Linked DNA regions of Mus musculus: region 2 is linked to region 1. A link is a contact called in public Hi-C data. All regions are on one chromosome and are shown on one strand. The core of a region is the stretch at or near the end of the contact, and the rest is flanking DNA. Distances in the headings are between cores, read along the strand shown. Region 1 overlaps Thbs4 (thrombospondin 4). Region 2 holds the start of A630019I02Rik (RIKEN cDNA A630019I02 gene).

Region 1 (7,079 bases), core at 3,428-5,927:
TCCCTGCCTCCTCCCTTCACCCTTAGATGACGGGGTAGGAGATATCTGTGAAGCTGACTTCGACCAGGACCAGGTCATCGATCACATTGATGTGTGCCCTGAGAATGCGGAGATCACCCTGACTGACTTCAGGGCCTACCAGACAGTGGTCCTGGACCCTGAAGGGGATGCTCAGATCGACCCCAACTGGGTGGTCCTGAACCAGGTACGCAGTGCATGTTGACAGCAGCTCCACTCAGCCCCTGGGCCTAGGACATCCTGGGAATGGCGGGTCCCATATGGAGGGCATTGACTCCCAGGTGGCTACTCTCTTGGCATATGTTCCATCTCGTGGCCTTGAGTCACTATACTTTTCTTGGATGTTGAAATCCACTTTCCCCCAAAACCTCTGTGGTTGCTCATGGTGGCACTTCGGAAGGTGGCTGAGATGGCTGGAATAAGAGCCCTGGCAATGTGATCCATGAGCCTCACTCGTCATCTTTCCAATAGACTGCCCCCTGTGAGTGCCCCTAAGTATGCCACTGAAGAAGAAACAGACTAGTGGAGTTTCCAAATTCACAAAGCTCATCGCAGTGGCCCTCGTTTCATTGCTGTTGCTGTGACAAAATATTATGACCAGAGAAACGTAGAGGAGGAAGTGTTTCTTTCTGCTCACAATTCCAAGTTACAGTCCATTGTTTGGGGGAAGTCAAGGCAGGAACTTGAAGAAGCTAGTCATATTGCATCCACAGCCAAGAGCTGAGAGAAATGCATGTGTGTATGCCTCGTACTCTGCACAAGTTCTCTTCTCACATAGTCCTAGACCAAACCCAGCAAATGGTGCCAGTCTTCCCACACCAACTAACATAATCAGGACAATTACCCCACGGATGTGCACATGGGACAACCTAGTCTAGACAGTCCGTCATCAGGAGTCTCTTCCCAGGTGATCTACATTGCATTGAGCTGACAAAGCAAACCAGCCGTCACAGTGTCCCTCAGAATGTATGCCATAGCCTGCCTGGCTTGGGGTTTATTAAGTCAGCTTATGTGGCAGTATTAGCGAAAGCCATACACTCACCTCCTTTAAGTCAATATCAAACAGAGCAATGCTTGTTCTGTACTGGACACAGTCACCTCGGTGCCTGAGGTTATGGGCTGCCCCAAGTTCTCTCAGCTCCCCTCAAGTCCTGAACGTCTTCCCCTCTCTCCACAGGGCATGGAAATTGTGCAGACCATGAACAGTGACCCTGGCCTAGCTGTTGGTACGTCCTGGGCCTCTGGCTGTGTGTGTAGAATTCAGTCAGCTGTTAGTGTAGCCTCTTCTAATTGCATTTCCTCTCCACAGGGTACACGGCATTTAACGGAGTTGACTTTGAAGGGACCTTCCACGTAAACACCCAGACAGATGATGACTATGCTGGCTTTATTTTTGGTTACCAAGACAGCTCCAGCTTCTATGTAGTCATGTGGAAGCAAACGGAGCAGACATACTGGCAGGCTACACCGTTCCGTGCAGTAGCAGAACCTGGTATTCAGCTCAAGGTAATGGCAGTTTGAATCCCCATGCCTTCTTTTCTTCTAGACCCTTCACCTTCCTTTATGTTTAGAGTTCCCCTAAAAGTCACTAAGTTAATCTGAGAAACGAGTGCAGTCAAGGAGAAACTTGGCTGGGGAGCCTTGAGCGACAACCTTGCCTGCCTTCTGTTGAGCCTGCACCTTTCAACCTATGCGACTCATACTGCAAATGTCAGGCTGAGTGGGGTCAAAGAGGCGGAGAAGGTTTAAGGCATACCTGAGGCAGACCGTGTTAAAAGCTAGCTAGCCAATGTGTTCAATCAAAGGGATGGACTACACAGGAACAACGGGCTACTTCTTTCACTCCTGCTAGGGCAGGAAGCACACTTCCACAGCCAGACATCCGTTGGGATCCCTCAGTGGGCAAATAGGCAGAGCGACAGATTTGTATCAGGAAAAAGGTAGAGTGAGCAGCATAGTGCCATCCACTGCTAAATTCCCCGGGGCTGGGGCCAGCTCAGTAGAAATGACACTGAAGGTTTATGCTTGTGCCAGCATGAAACTACATACCCTTGCAATGAACATGAGTCCACCTCTATGTTTACCTCAGACACCTGAAGCAGAAAAGGATCTATGTATGTCCTGACCTAACATTTTGCCCATGTCTTTGTCCAGGCTGTGAAGTCTAAAACTGGCCCAGGGGAACATCTCCGAAACTCCCTGTGGCACACAGGGGACACCAGCGACCAGGTCAGGCTGCTGTGGAAGGACTCCAGGAATGTGGGCTGGAAGGACAAGGTCTCCTACCGCTGGTTCCTGCAGCATAGGCCCCAGGTGGGCTACATCAGGTAGGCTGAGGGCCCTTCTGCCGTGGGTGGGGAGGACCAAGCTGCAGAGCTAAGGTACTTCAGGGGGGGCCATGCTTTGGGTGTGCTCTTAGGGAAGTGTGAGGGAGGAGCTGATGAAGGGGACAGCAGAGACGAGATGCTGAGATGGTACCCAGACATTCCCGAGACTCCTCCAGGCCCCATGGAACCTAGTCCACACTGACCAAAGAGCCCCCTTGCAGTCTGTCCTCGCTACTGGGTCATGAGTCCCACAAGGGCAGCCTCTGTGGTTTGGGTCTCACTAGTGTTCATCACAATGCCTGGCACGGACTGTGCAAGAGAGAACTGTTCATCCCGGGACTGGTGTGATGGCCTCGGCTTCTTTATAGGACTGTTTTGTTTCTGTTGCTGCTGTTTTGTGTGTTCAACTGCTCTTGTTGAAATGCAGTCAGGGTTCACGCCCCAGACTTGCAGCACGTGTGTGGTGTGCTCCGGGGTATGTGGGTTGCAGCTTCCTAGCCAGGGTGGGAGGTACCAGGTAGACGGATGCATCTAGTGAAAATAAGGCAGTGAGAGCTGATTCATGCTCTGTTCTCTGTGCCCTTGTGTCACCTGCCTCTGTTCACCACACAGGGAGACCAGGTGTGGCCAGGCCCTTACCTGATGGAGCTCAATGTGCCTTTTCTGTTCCAAAAATGAAATCAGAGCTATAAAAATATGATCCTTCTAAGTATATAATTTTAGAAAAGTCCATCTGAACCCTAAAACTGCAGAGAAATAAGAATTGATTGCTATACAACCAAAGGAAATAGCTCCTTGGAACCATTCCTAGACTCACATGAAGGTGGCATTTAAACACAGAGTAGTGTGTCTGAGAATTAAGTATTACAGTGGTGTTGACAATACCCATACAGGAGCCAACTCTTAATTTTCGAACAGAACGGCATGCTCAGGCACTTCTTGGTTTACCCTGGGGAATTAATTGGGGAGTTTAACTTAAAATCAATGCAGAAGAAAATGATGCTCGGGCTGGAGAGATGGCTCAGTGGGTAAGAGCACTGACTGCTCTTCCAAAGGTCCCGAGTTCAAATCCCAGCAACCACATGGTGGCTCACAACCATCTGCAATGAGATCTGATGCCCTCTTCTGGTGTGTCTGAAGACAGCTACAGTGTACTCATATATAATAATAAATAAATCTTAAAAAAAAAAAAGAAAATGATGCTCAGGGTAAAACGCCATTGCCTCTCCGAGGCGAGGCGCAGCTCACCTTCCCCATGACACTCCACAAGGGTACAGAGCACAGGGCAAGCTTTGGCTAACTCACTCCGGGGTATTGAAGGCTGGCATCCAGGGGCTTCTGTCCCTCAGTGCTACTATGACAACTGAAATTGCCCCCACAACTGCCTAAAGCTACTGATCAAGGCTCTGAGAGTCCACCAGTGAAATCAGCTAGACCAAAGAAGAAAGCGCAGGGCTTCTAGGTACAGTATCCAGAGAAAATAACTCACAAGACAGTGAAGCCACAAAACCACTTGTCCGTGATGTCAAGCTATTTTGTTTTAATTCACCAGCAAGTACCGATCCAGGAACTATGCACCTGACACCATGCTGGGCCTGTTAAAAACCAAGTTAGGGAGCCGTGGACTCTTGGTTCCTGTCCTGGGGAACTTCTAACCTCACTGGGGAGGGACCAACTAGAGTTAGTGGAAAACAACATGTCTGAATAAAGAGGTAAGTACAAGAGTCGGAAGTGGCACCATGTTCCTCACCGTGGACACCTGTGCTCTCTGCAGGGTGCGCTTTTATGAAGGCTCGGAGTTGGTGGCTGACTCTGGGGTCACCATAGACACCACCATGCGTGGAGGCCGACTTGGTGTGTTCTGCTTCTCTCAAGAAAACATCATCTGGTCCAACCTCAAGTACCGCTGCAACGGTAACCTTCATGCTGAGTGCCCCTCAACAGCACAGGGGAGCAACCAAGAAATCTTATTTCTATAACATGCATCCTCCCACCCCGCCCCCCCCCCCCGCCCCAAAGCCTCACCACCACGTGCGTGATGGTGATGTACCCTGCATAACATAAGAGGAAGGCAGAGCCAGGCTTTCCTGCTTCCCAAATCTGAAAATTGAAACCCATAGAATTTAACTGCATGTTTTAGAGTTAGGGGTTCGGTGAGAAATTCCGTCAGTTTAATTTACAGGCAGCCTTTCTTTTTCATTAGACTCAAACATAATCACAGACTAAAAAGGCACTCTGCCTGCTAATTTTCCCTAGGCCTATGAATAAGCCCTGCTGGGCTTTAAGCCAAGGATTTGCAACAAAGCAACCTGAAGTAGAAAATGGCTGCGAGCCTGTGGGAGTCTCAGGCGAGCTGACAGCGCCCCCTACAGGAGGCCTGGGCGGCATGTGGTGGCCATGATTCCAGCCTGGAAGGATCCTCATTAACTAACTACCACCCCGATTCTTGTTGCAGACACCATACCAGAGGACTTCCAGGAGTTCCAGACCCAGAGTTTCGACCGCTTGGATAATTGAGCCAAGAAGCAATCCCACAACTGCCTTCTCAAACACCAAAAGCAACATCTTTTTTAAAACTTCCTATAATTCTCTTTATATTATCATGGCTTTTCTTTTACCAGCCCAAATACGTCAAAACTTTTTATATGAATGTGGAAATAAAGAAGAGACTATTTCTAATAACCATGGTGCTCAGTCGTTTCTAATGGAAGCTCAGGCTTTGGTGATGTGTGTTGTTTTCTGAGGAATCCTTGATAAACTTACCAGATTGGTTTTATTCCCCCACCCCCACCCCCTTGAGTATGTACTGTGTGCCACGGAGCACGGGTATGAACCGGACAGCCAAACCAAAGGTCATTTCTGGGGTGACCCTATTTAGTGCCATGCTAAAGCCTGCTTTCTGTTCACACAGACTCCTCATTCTTGGAATGTAGTCTCCAGGGAAGCCCCCCACCCCCACCCCAGGCTTCGGGAGGAGGTGACATCCTGAGAAACCTGAACTAAGCTTGCCTTGTTCTTCTGACACCCTTCCCTCAGCCTTTCTGTCACCTCCTTCCACAGACACTTACGGATTTGGCTCCCCCTAGCGTCCTGTGAGTCAAATGGAAGAAAACAGATCTTGTCATTCTATGTCTGTCACTGTATTCAGATCCCACAGTACCAGGCAGGAAGCAAACAGCCAGTAAGCATTCGCTGGGCAGTGAAGGGAGAGTGGCTGCCTTTGAGGTAACAAAAACAGTGGGATGTAGGGTCTGGTGACAATGACAGTAGAGCCAGTCACCATGTGTACAGGGCAGAAGCTTTCTGCAGCTGTGTACTAGCCGATACTTTCCAGTAGTCAATCAAGATACCCAGAAATTTTATAAATCCCCTTGAGATTTAATTCTAAAGAAGTTTGGCAATTTATTTTATTATTATTTTATGGTTTTAGATGGGTTCTCATATAAACCAGACTGGTCCCAAACTCTCTGTGTGACCAAAGATCACCGTGAGCTTCTGGTCCTCCTGCCCCGACTTCTTCATACTAGGTTTAAAGGTATGCATCATACCTGGTTTCGTGTCCTGCTAGGTATTGAATTCTAGGCATACTAAACCAGCTGAGCCTCAACCACAGCTCAGCAATGTATTTTTCATTCCCATAATTCCCTAGAGTATCATAAATTATAAACATTCCTCCCACTTTTACCATGGCTATAGTATTCAGAGTTCACATGGCTGCCAATGACTCTTCTCAATCTCTGGGTGAAACACATCTACAGCCCTTCCTAAATTCCGAAATCCCTGGGCAGGGAGGGGGACTCAATGACAGGAAATGGTTACCTTTCAAGCACCCCTCTTTTACAGCTAACACCAAGGTAGCTTCTGAGCTCTACCACTCTCATTCTTCACTCTATAGTACAGGTACCTGTAGAGCTATTCGGATGCTCTCGCTCTGGGCCTCTCGGTGTTTTACCAGGCACTGTGAGGAAGGTTCCAGATCTTCTTCTGGAGAAATACTTCTTATCACTGAAGCCTATCAAAGCATGTACACAAAATACTGTCATCCACTAGGCAGGCGTGTTGTCTGATCAGATCTAGGGAGTCTAGGTTTAATCTTTGCAGCATCCTTCAGATCTCACCTTCTTCCTGTCCCCTCTTGTGTGATGTTCCCTCTGCCTTGGTGGGATTGATATAGGTGTCTCACTGAGAGCTGAACACTCGGACAGTCAATCTCGGGGCTTTGAAGGGTTGAGGCTCCTCTGCTTCCACTTCAGCTGGAGCATCCCTGGTCAGGGTTGACAACAGTGCCAGTCTATAAATGCTTAGAAGGCAGATTGTCAACATGTCAACGTATTGAAACAACAATAGGTTTCCTCTAGATCCTGTCATCTCCCAAGCTCTTGACCAGGTTTACAATACCGGACGTGAATTCCCTCCTGTGCGGCGGGCCTCCCATCATCCAATTAGAAAGCAGATCTTTGCCCCCCATAACCTTCATATCCTGTTGCACCAGTACAAACATTTTGCATGTTGGGGCCACTACTAGGGAAGACCATGGACATCTTTTCTCTCTTGAGAAGCCTGCATAACACTGTGAAGGCTAACAGACAGGGAGGAGGTTTTCCGGTCAGTTCTAGCTCTTTCTCTAAGAGATCCTGTAAATCCAACTTGATATGAATGGTCCCGGAGTTGAAGCAGACACAATCACTCACTATGTGAAGTCATTCCAATGTTTGTCCTGTCCTGATTGCTTCC
Region 2 (6,556 bases), core at 2,918-5,417, 340 kb before region 1:
GAATTTGGAGCCAAGGATGTTCCTATTTTGTAAGTAAGAAGAGTTTATTGAGATTCGTCTCCATGAGGAATGCTAATGGGATGCTTGGGAAAGCCAGATGGAAGGAAAATAGGAAGGGCCGAGACCAGGCCAATAAGAGGCAGGAGTCAGGCTCCTGGTCAGATAGGAAGCAGATGGAGTGGGTGGTCCACAAAACCTAGCTAGGTTTGGGGGTCCCTGTGGGAACAAAGAGCACAGATGCCAGGGTCACATGTGGGTCCTGGTGAGAGAAGGGAGCCTTCCTGACTGGGGAACACGGGAGGACCAGGAGGGCAACCCAGAATAGGGAAGGAGTGAAAATGAATTTCAGCTTTCCTTCTGGCTTAAGGCTGGCTACTGAGCAATTCTGGCCTGGGCTTTCTTACTGCACTGATATCTGGATTTTAACTTTTTAAACTTTATTTTATATTCACCCCACATTTGAGGTGGATGTGAGTACTGACTTCTATATTTTACATTTACTTGTTCTAATAATTAATATTAATTTTATTTATTACTATAATATATAATTACTGGTATTGTTCACCATAGGTTATCAGATGAGGATGAGGAGGGCAAGACCAAGCAGGAGTGTATCGTCTCTGACCCTTCCTTTTCCATGGTGGCAGTTCAACGTGAAGACAGTGGGATAACCTGGGAGACCAACTCAAGCAGATCTTCCACTCCTTGGGCTTCAGGAGAAAGTCAGACCTCGGGAATATGTAGTTTGGAAGGGTCAGCTCTGACTTCTCCTCCAGGAAGTGTTTCCTTTATTATGGATGAAGTTAAAAGGACACGGAAAAGAACTCAGAAGTCCAAGCGTGGCTCACCGTCACTGCGTCGGAAAGGCAGCAAAAAAAGGAATTCTCTGGAATCACAAGATGTTCTGACAAACCAAGAAGATGGTCCTTCAATTTCAGAAAGCCCTGTGCTCAATATTGAGAATGAAAAGTCATCTATTGGCACTTATGATAAAACAAGAAGGAAGAAGACTGCATCAAATACGCCTCCCATCACTGGGGCTATCTACAAAGAGCACAAACCATTAGTGTTGAAGCCAGTCTACATAGGAACGGTACAATACAAAATAAAGATGTTCAATTCAGTTAAAGAAGAGTTAATTCCTCTACAATTTTATGGGACGTTGCCAAAAGGTTATGTAATTAAGGAAATACATTACAGGAGAGGAAAAGATTCATCTATTAGTCTAGAGCCGGATTTGAGCAATGGTGGTTCTAATATAGTTCCCCAAAGGAAATTAGCCCAGAGCCCAGAAGAAGACAAAGTAAGAGAGCTTGCTCCACCCTGGAGAGGTGCCCTCTCCAAAGGGTCCAGGACCTCATTGTTTAGTCACGAAGAGCAAAAGAAAACGTATGCCGATTCCAATTTAAATGTTCCATCTTCAACAGAACACGCATTTCCCTCCAGTGCCAGAAATGATACAGCTGATCAAGAAGAAAATCTCAGCCTTCCACAAATGATGCCACAACAGCCAGCTGATGAATCAAAGACCCACAGAATGGAGCCACCAAGCATTCCAGCAACCATGGTCCTTGAAAGAGCAAAGGAAGAACTGGAACAGAATGCACAAGGAAAGGAAAGTTCAGAGGATGATGCTTCAGTCTTGACAGGCTCAGCCGATGATGTGCAACAGGAAGGCTTGGTTTCTGTCAACCATTCCATGCCATGGGAGGCAGAGAAGGAGTCTTTAGAGACAGGACCACCAAGACCAGCGCCAGCCATCCAAGAAAAGTTTGAGCCAGACATGGAAGGGCTAGAGCCGATTTCAACAGAAAAAACAGAACAAGCGTCTGAATACGTGACCTCATCTGAGCCCATAGTCCACAGAGAGGAGGAGCATGCGCCTGAGCCCATAGTCCACAGAGAGGAGGAGCATGCGCCTGAGCCCATAGTCCACAGAGAGGAGGAGCATGCGCCTGAGCCCATAGTCCACAGAGAGGAGGAGCATGCGCCTGAATCCATAGTCCACAGAGAGGAGGAGCATGCGCCTGAGTCCATAGTTCAAAGAGAGGAGGAGCATGCGCCTGAGCCTGAGTCCATAGTCCACAGAGAGGAGGAGCATGCGCCTGGGCCTGTGCCCATAGTCCACAGAGAGGAGGAGCATGTGCCTGAGCTTGAGTCCATAGTCCACAGAGGGGAGGAGCATGCGCCTGAGCCCATAGTCCACAGAGATGAGGGGCATGCACCGGAGCCCATAGTCCACAGAGAGGAGGAGCATGTGCCTGAGCCCATAGTCCACAGAGATGAGGGGCATGCACCTGAGCCCATAGTTCACAGAGAGGAGGAGCATGTGCCTGAGCCTGAGTCCATAGTCCACAGAGAGGAGGAGCATGCGCCTGAACCCATGGTTCTTAGAAAGGCACAACTAGAGAGGGGAGTGGAAACTTCTACGCCAATCACGGATACCACTGAACCCGAAGATTCTAGTCTAGAAGAAGAGATCATAGAACTTGATTACCCGGAAAGTCCTTTAGCTTCTAAGGAGACTTCCCCATCGCCTTTGTCCCCTGAAGTAGAGCACAGAAAAGAGCCCATTCTACCAACACAGATGACATTCACACCTGAACGTATCACTTTGTCCGAGGAAGAAAGAGAAGAAAACGAGTCTGTTTCTACCGATTCTGCTTTTGTATCTGAGTATTCAGTCCTACAGGATTTGAACCATACACCAGAGAAGCTGGAAGTAGAGGCAGTTTCTGTATCTGATGTGAAATCTAGCAATGAACCTGCAGTCTTTTCAGAGGACGACGAGGAACGTGAGTCTTATTCCCCAGCTATGACCTCTGTATCTGAGCAGTCTCTTTCTCCATCCACCACTGAGAAGACATCTGCCATCCAGTCCCCACTCTTTTCAACAGTTTCACCAGTCCTGTCTGGAGATGAGGCCTCAGAGAGCGTGTGTCACTCACCAGAATCTGAATCTGCGGCTGAGTATTCTGTTCCAGCACATGCGCAAGAGTTGCTGTTGAAAACAGGTGACCACAAGCTCCCATTAAAGTCCCAACGTGTTTCTGAGCCCATCATTCAGGCAGAAGATGAGAAAGAAGATATTGGGCTACTTCCCCCAGCAGCACTGAGCCAGGCAGTTCTATCGGAAGATGAGAGTCTAGGAAGTGGAAGTTTCGCATCAGATTCAAAGCTGCCATTTAAACCCTCGGTTTCACAAAATGCAACACGGGAATCCCCCCAAAAAACAATAGATGACATGCCCCAATTCAAACCAAGAGGCCTTTCTGATCCTGCAACCCTGTTAGAAGAAGAAAAGGAAGCCATTGGAGTTGGGCTATCTTCATCCAATGAGGTCTCTGCAGTGGAATGCGCTCTCCCCCCACAAACCACTGAGCTGCTTTCTGAAAGCCATGCCCCACCTCCCTGGGCCATCTCATCCGAACAAGTGGTCCAATCAGAAGAAGGGAGCAGAGACCAGCAGCGGGGCTCATTCTCTTCCACACCAGAGCTTGGCCACACATCTCCTCTGCTTCTAAAGGGTGCCTCCTCACCCACAGGTCTATCAGAGCAAGGGCAGGAAGAGGACAATATTGGGCCCCTTTCCCCTGATTCTGCATTTGCGTCAGAATTCTCATTCTCACCCTATCCGACTCAGGAACTAGAGAAGAGAGAGCTGGGGCGGGATTCTCCACTGTGCTTAACGTCCCCCTCTGAGCAGACTGTTCTGTCTGATGAGGACACGGAAGAGGCTGACCTCTTTTCTCCGGATTCAGCATCACAGGTGTCAATCCCACCATACCGAATCGCAGAAACAGAGCAAAACAAGGTCGAGCCAGACGAATTACTACCTAGGAGGTCTGCTCCAGACTATCCCTACTTCTCAGAGGCAGATGAAGAAGAGGCGGGGTCCTCAGTGGTCACGCCTGTGCCTGAGCATTCTGAGCCATCGCAGGAGCGGGAGGAGTCTTCCCCTTGTAGGCCTGTGTTCGAAGATCTGAGCCTGCTACCTTCGGCAGATAAGACCGGCCAAGCAGAAACTATGTCAGATGTTCCAACAATTTCAACCTCTGTGTCTGAATATCTCATCCTGGCACAGCAGGAGAAAACTCAGGCATCTTTGGAGCCTGAGGCTGAAGATTTGGTACCACCACCAACCAGTGGATGGGAGAAGAGAGATGCAAAGAGTAGTCTGCCAGCAGTTACAATAGCAGCTTCCTCTTCTGCACTCTCATCAGTGGTAAAGGAAGAAACCACATCCGTTTTGCCCACCTCTCAGCCCTCAGTTTCACCCGAGTCAACCTGTGTGCTTAAGCCAGAGCAGGAGCCCACAGCACCTCTCACTCTAACAAGTGCAGATGAACAGATGGCTTTGCCCAGAGTCGGAAGGGAAAAAGCTGTGCTGGATTCTCAAGAAGCGACAGCACACAAATCGCAGGATCAGACACCAGAGCCTCGGCTCCCAAATGTTCCAGGGTCTGGGATGAAATATTCAGTTTTGTCTGACTTGGGAGATGAGCCAAAGGCGGATGTCAAACTCAATTTAGCTCCAACTGTGACTTCTGAACTAGAACAGAGAATGTTGTCAAAGAATGAGCCTGAAGTGGCAAAACCACACTCACCTCCAGAGGAAACATCTATTTCTGGACCTAAGGTTTTATCTGCAGTGAAAACGGAAGTGAAACAGGAGTCCAAAATAACCAGGGAACTTCCTGCGGCTTCATCGGGGAGAGAGAGGGGAGCAGAACACAGTCCACCTGCACCACCTGCACTTCCAGCATTGATGGAAGAGATGGGGAAAGACACAGAAGCCAGCTCTTCTGCCACCACAGTGCCAGTAACTAAGCTTGATTCAAATTCAACTAAATTAGGCAGGGATGAAGTCCTGACAGATCCATCTCTTGCCAGCCCTGTGGAACACCCAGGCTTAAAGGGAGTAGGGAAGAGCGAGTTAGGCAGTGGTTTGCCTTTGCCCAGCATGTCTACCTCAGAGGTGTTAAGGCCTGAACCCAAACTTCCTGTCAACTCAGGGGTTGAGGTAGAGAGAGAAGACAACGAGCCACCTCCATTGCAAGTGTCACCCACATCCAAACCCACGGTGCCAAATGACAAACACGAGGAGATAACAAGGTCTCCTGATTCTGAAAATGTAGTTTCAGATGATTTAGCTCCAACATTACTGGCCCTCAGACATGAGATGAACAGGCAAGCAGAGGAGACATCTTCTCCAGTGCCGGGGAGTTTCCTGTCAGGAGAGCAAGAGCTTATAAAGCTCCCCCCAGAGCCTGAGAAGCACAAACAGTTATCAGAAGTACCAACTGCTGGGTCAGAACTCATTGATAGTAGAGATAGAGATAGATCCTTAGGTATAGAACCAGTAAAACCCATCGGAACGGAACCAGGGCCTTCTATCTTAGAAAAGGGCCCCGCTGAGCTTCAGAGAAGAGGAAAAGAACAAGAAGAAAACAGGAAGCTTCCTGTGCCTGCCTCAGCTCCATTAGAGACTGCTTCTTTTGACCTCCCCATTGAGCAAAAAGAGCCTAAACGGACCCTTCATGAGGGCCAAGCTGTTGAGGTGCCTGATGAGAGCAGCTCTTCTGCAGATAAGCCAGAGCTGGGTGTTAAACAATTGGCAGAGAAGAAGGAGAATTTGGAGCAACCCAAGCCATTTGTGACAACTGAGCGTGCCAGTGTTACAGGATCAAAAGTGAAAGAGAGTCTCATTTCTCCAAAGGACAACACCTGGATGCTGGAAAAGCCAGATGGCTTAGTCAATCAGCATGAAGATAGAAAACCAGGAACTGGGCAGCTGGAGTCCTCTGAGAGCACTGATCTGATGTCAGAGAAACTTGGGGCTGCTCCACTGGATACAGATCACACATCTGAAACCAGAAACCAAGAAACAAGCAAAGCACCAGTGTCTGGTGAGAAGCTATCTCAGGAACCCAGAAGGGTTCAGTCAAAGGCTGTAGATGATTCTGAGGAAGGGAGAAAGCTAGCCTCTGGCAACGTGGAAGTACTCACCCAAAGTAAATCTGTCCCTGCTGTGAAAGCAAAAGCCACACCTCAACCTCCAGAGACCCCAGAGGTGACACAAAAGCCATCTGAGAAGTCACTCGTCACTGAGCAAGGTCTTCCTGCAGAGAAGGGAAAGAAAGGCATTTCATCTTTTAAATCATGGATGTCTAGTTTATTGTTTGGATCAAGCATTCCAGATAGTAAGGTCTCTGACAACGAAGATCTAGAAACTCGTCCAGGTCCCTCTGTAGAGAAAGCAGTACCTGCCATAGAGCCTAAAGGTACAGTTCCTGCTGAGGTTAATATAGCCGAGAAGCCAGCGGTTCATTCATTACCTGAGGTCACAGTTAAACTGGCCGAGGAGCCCAAAGGCGTTTCAGTTAAATCCAGCATAAGTCAAGACCTTAAAGAAAAACTCACATTTTTATCAAACGAAGACGTTTTAAAGCAACCTAAGTCTAACTCTGAAAACTATGGGCAGAAGGAACTGCCAGGCTTCTCAGAAGGAATGGGCGAAAGCTTAGCTACTTCAGTTGGTGACAAACATCCTGGA

The links. Hi-C and Micro-C count contacts between places; a contact is called where the count stands out from the background.
Region 2: a contact with region 1 is called in a Hi-C map of forebrain, with 4 times the contacts expected there. The contact joins the promoter of A630019I02Rik here to the enhancer-like site in region 1. A contact is called at or near these places in 2 of 39 promoter capture datasets (the C10 cell line and hippocampal neurons), 2 of 15 datasets of contacts at CTCF or cohesin (large pre-B cells and pro-B cells), 3 of 484 Hi-C or Micro-C datasets (the C10 cell line, cumulus cells and forebrain) and 4 of 115 datasets of contacts at active chromatin or transcription factors (fibro-adipogenic progenitors, microglia, neural progenitor cells and 1 more).

What each region holds. Positions count from the first base shown.
Region 1 is chr13:92,749,534-92,756,612 of GRCm38.p6, reverse strand. Thbs4 (thrombospondin 4) reads left to right here. Exons shown (of 22, transcript NM_011582.3): 17 at 27-205; 18 at 1,196-1,244; 19 at 1,328-1,524; 20 at 2,173-2,345; 21 at 4,120-4,259; 22 at 4,801-5,027. The coding sequence ends at 4,862. Among named protein-coding and RNA genes, the nearest start is that of Thbs4, 42 kb to the left of the region's middle. Within about 2 kb of position 4,677, at least 55 of the 459 cell types and tissues checked have an H3K27ac peak or open chromatin away from gene starts, as enhancers often do. A contact at or near this core is called in forebrain, hippocampal neurons and neural progenitor cells, where this site is marked.
Region 2 is chr13:93,092,444-93,098,999 of GRCm38.p6, reverse strand. A630019I02Rik (RIKEN cDNA A630019I02 gene) reads right to left here and starts at 4,167. Exons shown (of 4, transcript NR_046182.1): 1 at 3,837-4,167; 2 at 3,261-3,286; 3 at 2,949-3,145; 4 at 32-2,467. Cmya5 (cardiomyopathy associated 5) reads left to right here. Exons shown (of 13, transcript NM_023821.3): 2 at 571-6,556.